2 separate regions of the Gossypium hirsutum genome follow, and region 1 is linked to region 2. Evidence: chromatin contacts called from public Hi-C data. All regions are on one chromosome and are shown on one strand. The core of a region is the stretch at or near the end of the contact, and the rest is flanking DNA. Distances in the headings are between cores, read along the strand shown. Region 1 holds the start of LOC107931072 (uridine kinase-like protein 3). Region 2 has its middle 5.7 kb from the start of LOC107931098.

The links. A called contact is a pair of places that touch in the nucleus more often than the background predicts.
Region 1: a contact with region 2 is called in a Hi-C map of fibers, with 1.7 times the contacts expected there. The contact joins the promoter of LOC107931072 here to the enhancer-like site in region 2. A contact is called at or near these places in 5 of 34 Hi-C or Micro-C datasets (fibers, leaf and seedling).

What each region holds. Positions count from the first base shown.
Region 1 is chrA04:368,083-371,586 of Gossypium_hirsutum_v2.1, forward strand. LOC107931072 (uridine kinase-like protein 3) reads right to left here and starts at 1,257. Exons shown (of 16, transcript XM_016862859.2): 1 at 1,153-1,257; 2 at 635-723; 3 at 235-395. The coding sequence starts at 385.
Region 2 is chrA04:334,640-338,244 of Gossypium_hirsutum_v2.1, forward strand. No RefSeq gene overlaps it. Among protein-coding and RNA genes, the nearest start is that of LOC107931098, 5.7 kb to the right of the region's middle. Within about 2 kb of position 1,507, at least 1 of the 9 cell types and tissues checked has an H3K27ac peak or open chromatin away from gene starts, as enhancers often do. A contact at or near this core is called in fibers, where this site is marked.

The sequences.
Region 1 (3,504 bases), core at 7-2,506, 33 kb after region 2:
TTGTTGGGGGTTCAGGGTTCTAAAGAACAACTCTTCGAAGACTTCTCCCAAAGGAGCCAATCCACCCTCAACAAATACTATATACTATTATGGTAATCGTTTCTTCAAAAAATAAAAATTAAAGAGGTGCTTGGATGTCCATAGAGTTTTTTTCATCAATCTTAAACAACTTTGGATCATTATTGCATCTAAAAAACAACATAAGTAATACAAGAACAATATTTTTGAACTTACCGATAAGAAAAGGTTGATTATGCATATTTTCAGTAGCCGGTGAAATCATAGGCTTCTTGATATGTCTAGAATCCAAACCATCCATGTGGAACCCAGAAAAATGCACCCCAGAAGAAGCCTCTATCATATTCTCAACTGCTGCAGAACCCATATCCTTAAGCCTACACATAATATAAGAGAAAACAAATATATGAGATAGAATATTATATAAGCTAAATCCAACATGGACTATCTTGCTTGATTGAATTGAATCTTAGTCCATTCATATTGCAAAATAGCGGTCCGTTACCGAAATAGCGGCCGTTATATAGCGGTAACGGCACCGTCCGAAACCGCTACTGCCGAAACCCGCTATACCCGCAATACACAATAAGTAATGTAAAATTCACGACCGCGATACCTGCAATGACCGCAATAGCATCCGTTATGTCCGCAACCGCGATAAACGCAATGCGACCGAAAACGCGACCGCGACCGCAATTTAAATCCCTGTTGCAAACAACCCCGTTACAGTAAATTCATTAAGAAGCTGAATCATCATAGAAACAACCCCAATAAAGATCACTCACAAACATTCAAACACAAGCACCACACATGAATCCAATCTCTAATACAACAAAACAGAGTTATACTTAACAACATTCAAGTAAAATCCACCACCAAAAAACAAGAGTCTTAGCTTCAATCAGGTGAATCTAGCATCTATATAATCTCTTCATAAACCCTAACACTTTTTGAAAGAATTAAAAATACCCAGATCAAAATCAACACACTAAACACAAGCAAAAACAAAAGAGAAAATAGTGAATTTCAAGCAAAGGTTATATATTTACTAGGTCACTTAAAGCAGAACAAAGAAAAAACCAAGTAAAAAAAAAGATTAACTAGTAAAATGAGGATTTATTGAATTGAAATTACCAGATTCAATGGATTATTAGAGGGAGGGAGAGGGAAAAAAATGTTCTTTTTTAGAGAGTGGTGGTGAGATGTATGGGGAAATTGATTTTAGTTCAAGGTATTTATACAGTTTAAGAGTGAGTGAGAGGTTTTGTGTAAGCAATTTGTATTTGAATTTGAATTTGCATTTTGGACCCTAAAGTTTTAATTTTTAATCAAAATGATATTTTTATTTTGGGTAAATTATAAAAGTAATCATTTTTGTTTGCCTCAGATTATATTTTAATCATTTATGTTTAAAATATTACGTTTTAGTCACTTACGTTATTGTTTTGTTACATAGTGGTTACTCTATTGTTAAACTCCGTTACCTCCCTAACGATAATCAAAATGAGTTTTAAATACCAACTTGGATGTTCAATTGGGACGACAATAGGTTTTTAATTAAATAAATTTAATTAATTAAAAATTTTAAATTAATTACACCTTGAACTTGAAAACAAAAATCGTTCGTCTCTTTTTAATTTTCTTTTTCATTTTGACTAAAAAACTATTATCACCTTAGTTGGACATCCAAGTTGGCAAGTTGGCATTTAAAACCCATTTGAACTGCCACGTAGGATTGTTGTTAGGAAGGTAACGAAACTTAACGACAGAATGACTACTTCGTAAGAAAACAACAATGTAAGTGATTAAAACGTAACATTTCAAATATAAATAATTAAAATATAATCTTAAGCAAACAAAAAGTGACTATTTTTATAATTTATCCTTTTATTTACCATATATAGATCAATTCTATTGGATATATACAATCAATTACATTCAAAGTCACTCACTTTTCATATGCAAAAGAACATGTGCTTTAACTCCTCCATTTCACCAAGTAAATTAGTTTAGGTTAAAATATATCATAAGTTGTTATACTTCTCGACAATTTAGAATTTAATCTTTATATTTTTATTTCTAGAAATTTAGTTCTTTACATTTTAGATTTCAGATCTCAAGTCTAGGTGATTGTTTTTTGAGTTTTTATCAATTTCGAGTAATTTATGCAAAAGGTCAGTTATATCTATATATTTAAATTATTATATTGATTAGTTTTTAACAAAAAGATTAATTTGTTCTTTTATATCACATACAGAGACTAATTTATTCAATTTTTTAAATAAAAAGAGTAAAATGTAATTAAACTTATAATATATGGGCCTCTATAGCAATTTTACCATTTCAAATCCGACATATTATTCAAAATTCAGCCAACTCATTTACCATCTCAATAAAAGCACCGCCCCCTTGAGAGGGAAGTACACGTGGAAAACATGAAGGATTTGATTGGTGTAGATTTTATTTCAGTTAGCAGTGGGCCCCAGTGGCAGGTGTATGGCCCATTCTTCAACGGCTGGGTGTTTCCTTTCAAAGGTGGGTCCCTACTCCCTATCGAATCTTCAATTATTATTCTCACAGCTGTCTTTCCCGTATTCATCGCCTTCTCTATATGGCTCCTCTGGATGGGATTTATTTTGACTGCGATATTTAATTTTATCGTTACCGTTATTTTTATGTAATTAAACGTATTGTTTATTTAAATAATTTTTTATTTTTTTTTAATCATTAAAATAATTATAAGATTTTATTATTCCATAATTTAGTAATGGGATGATGAAGCGAGTAATTACGATAAATATTAAAATTATATATAAATTTTAATTTTTTTTATTTTTATATAAATAAAATTTTGGTTTTATTCAAATTTCACAAAACAGTAACATTATAATTGAATTAACACGATTTTTTGTTAATATATTGCATACACAAATATATTATATCAATCCAATATGAAAATAAATATATGTATTCATTTCTTTAAATGTATACAACTGAATCAAAATCAAAGTTTCGTAGATATATATGAACTACAATTCAAGTTTCATATGTATAATTGCATCAAATCAAAGTTTATGTATCAAATTTTATATTTATCCCAATTTAATAAACTATAGCTAAAATAAATTTAATTTTTAAGGATAAGTTTAATTTTTTTTCAAGAACTTCTAAAACTATAAAAAAAATATCATAATTTAATTATTGAAACTATAGGAAAATATTTTTCCAAACATTATAATTATAAAAAAAATTAAAAAATTCTAAAAAACTTAAAATACCTAAAATTATAAAATAATCTAAAAAGGGAATTTTTTGAATTTTTAAATTATTAAAAATAAAAAAAACTAATTAAATCTTTAAAAAATTCTTAAATTTTGAAAAAAAAAAGAATCTTTAAGAAATTAAAAACGTACGTAAAATTCTAAAAGTTTTTCTAAAATTTGGCATCATCTTTGTGGAGAACAAGATTCGACTTTTCTTCTTCAA
Region 2 (3,605 bases), core at 257-2,756:
TGAAGCTTGCTGCTGCTGCCTCTTGCTCCAACAATTAGTTAAGTTGAAGTTAAGACCATCCATCTGCAAGAAACTTGTGTTGGTAGTACTACGAAAGTACCGGACGGATTGGATGAATATTCCTTGTTTATGATGAATGGCAGTCTTGTTCATGAACTCGGTGCTACTTATCAATCGATACCATGATTTATATACACACCTGAATGACTTGTAGAGAAACTTTGTTGGGATTTTAGCAAGGATTTCAACCATGATGTCTTCGGGAAGCTCCGACAAGATGCTACTTTCTTCATCTTCTTGTCTATTCTTCATCTCCATGTATACAAGTTTATGGAGCTATAAAACGAGAATACAGCTTACTACTTAGATGGATGAAAACCCTATGATGATGAAAGAACAAAAAAGAAGAAGAAGAAGAGTAAATTGGGTTATATGTTTTGGGTAAATTTCTTATTTAAATATGTTGACTTATATTAGGATTATTATCAAAGAAGCTAATTTATGTTAGGATTATTATAAAGAGTGAGCTAAAGATTATTTTATTTTATTTTATTTTAATAAATGGATTAATTTTTATTTAACAATATTTTAATTTTAGTTAGGATTGATTAATTGAATAAAATTAATGAATAATAATAAGGAAAATTAAATTTAAGAACATTTTAAAATAGAGTTTTTTTAATTTTAATTTATCGAATTCTATTTTCTAATTTAGTCCCTCTAATTAAGATAATTATCGAATTCTGTTTTTTTAATGTAGCAACAGTCTTAGAAAGATGTTCGCTTTTGCTATGCTGACCACGATCAATTAGCCTCAGCAGCACGTTAACAAAAGCAGTCCTTTCTAATTTTCCCAAGTAAAGCTCAGTCTGAATATCATTATCTGTGTTCCTGGAATCGCAGCATATAAGTGGAACACATCCCAATTTCCAAATACAAAAGACATACACAATGTTGTCAGAAGATTCTTACTGCTGCTCATGCTGTAAGTGCTTTTGGAATGTAGAGGTGAGCATGAGTCGGGTCGGCCAGTGTTTGGGTTGGGCTCGACTAAAAATTAGGCTTGTTTTGTTAGACTCAGGCCTGGTCCAAAAAAATGAGCTTTAAAATTTGTCCAAGCCCAACCCGGATAAAAATACTAAAACTCAGGCTCAACCTAGCCCACTCATATTAATTTTTATATTATTTTTATATGATTTTAAAATATATATAATACATAAAAAATACTAAAAATATCAAAATAAATATTTTCCAACAAATTGAAAATAAATTTTAAAAAATATGTATACTTAAATAACACTAAGATAGATGCAACTTAACAAACAAATATCTTTAAAATAATAATAAAAATAACAATAAAATAAGTTTTATACAATATCTAAATAATAATAACAAAATACTAGCAACATAATAGTAAAATGGCAGCAAAATAGGGAGAAAATAACAAAAAAATCATATTTAAAAAATCATATTTTTTTCCTTGAGTTAATTCAGGCCGAGCCCGGGCAAAAAATGTCTTACTCGAGGCCCGGCCTGTTTTTTAAACAAGCTTTATTTTTTTGTCCAAACCCATTTTTCGAGCCTATATTTTTACCTAAACCCTCTCATATTTCAGACGACCCAGCTAACCCGACCCATGCTGACCTGTATTGAAATGTAATCACCAAATATAACAAAACCCCGCAATGAATATGTCCACCTACCACCATTAGAGGGATGGTAATATACTAATATCTGCAAATAAAACAAATAAAAAACAGAAATGAGAAGCAATAAATAGAACCAATTGAGTAGAACATATAACTTAAAAGCAGTACTAAAGCATTTAAAAATGTTGGTAAACTAACTAATCCAAGAGGTTGACCAATTTCTCAAAGTGCTCTGGGGCCACATTACTAGGCTTCAGTAGATACACCTGTAATATTATTTTCAAAAATTGAGTATAAAAAGTTATACAAGGAACCATAAATGAGCATCAATTTGAAATTCTGACATACACAGGCCATGGATTTTTCATCTTACAACTGATTTTGCAATGGCCTTTGTAGGAGTGACTGTCTTGTACGTCCACTTCCACTTGCCATAGGAACCTGAAGTGACCAGAAAGGCAATGAGAAATTTAACGTATAAAAATTAAGCATAACTACAAGGCTGATTGAAACTAAAACATTAAATCAACTCGAAGAGAACCAAAAAGCTAGATTAAGAATGATTGAGAAAAGGGAGGGAAAGGAAGATTGCAATCTGGAGTTCGATTCTAGCAGAAATATTCTTGAGCTTTTGACCTTCAATTTGAAATATGAGGCTGAGATGGTCTTTGATCATAGTAGCATGTAGTGCTTGGTCTTTGACTCACACTTTGACTGAATGCATCCCAGCCGAGCTTGACCAAGCATTGCATGCTACTGTGATCAAAGACCATATCACCCTCGTATTTCAGATTAAAGGTCAAAGACTCAAGAATATTTCTGTTAGAGGTACAACAATTCTTAGGGATTGTTAATTATCTTATAGATTTTATTCTTAAAGTTTTTAAGTATATTAATCACTTGAGAAAGATGCTTAAGAAGGAACCTCCATCATGGTTATCCTCTCAAACCAGAGCTGTTCAAAGATTAAAAGAATTGACGCAAAATCTGCCACCACTCCAAATTCCTTCTAATGGGAAAAGGATCTTACAGACAGATGCTAGTGACAAATACTGGAGTGCAATTTTATTTGAAGAAAGAAATGGCAAGAGACATATCTGTGGTTACAAAAGTGGAAGGTTCTCAGAAGCACCACTCTACTTTCAAGGAGATTCTGGCGGTCAAAAAAGGTATTACAAAATTTAAATTTCATCTTACAGGATATCATTTTCTTGTTGAAATAGACATGTCTTCTTTTCCCAAAATACTCAAATTTAAACAGAAAATAGTCCCTCATCCTCAACTCTTTTGATGGGCTGAATGGTTTTCACAATTCAAATTCGACACCAAGTACATAAAAGGAAAGGAAAATGTTCTTGCTGATTTCCTTTCTAAGCCCAAAACTAAAATCTTTGCTTACAAAAGAGTTTTTTGGCCCAAACCCACCATGATGTATAGACCATCCTCTTCATCTTCTACACCTCTTACATCCCATCCTGTTGCTCCAAATCTCAATCCAGAATTCCCACCAAAAGTCATATCCCTTGTTGAACACCGAAACTTTCATCCAAAGATCAAAGAAATGATGTTTGAATATCAAATTCAAGTCTTTTAAAATTTTGGGAGACTTATTATTAAACCATGGGGTGTACTAGAGGTGCTCATAGGTCAGGCCGGGCCGGGTTTGGGTCGAGCTCAACTAAAAATTTAGGCCCATTCATTGGGCTCAGGCTAGGCCAGGCCCAAAAATGGCCTAAAATTTTGCCCAAGCCTTGCCCGCACATATTAATTTTTTATATTATTTTATATAATTTTTAAATATATATAATACATCAAAAATACTAAAAAAATCAAAAAAAATATTTTCCAACAAATTGAAAATAAATTTTAAAAATAGTAGACTTAAATAACACTAAGATAGATGCAACTTAACAAGAAAATACCTCTAAAGTAATAACAAAATTAACAAATGACTTT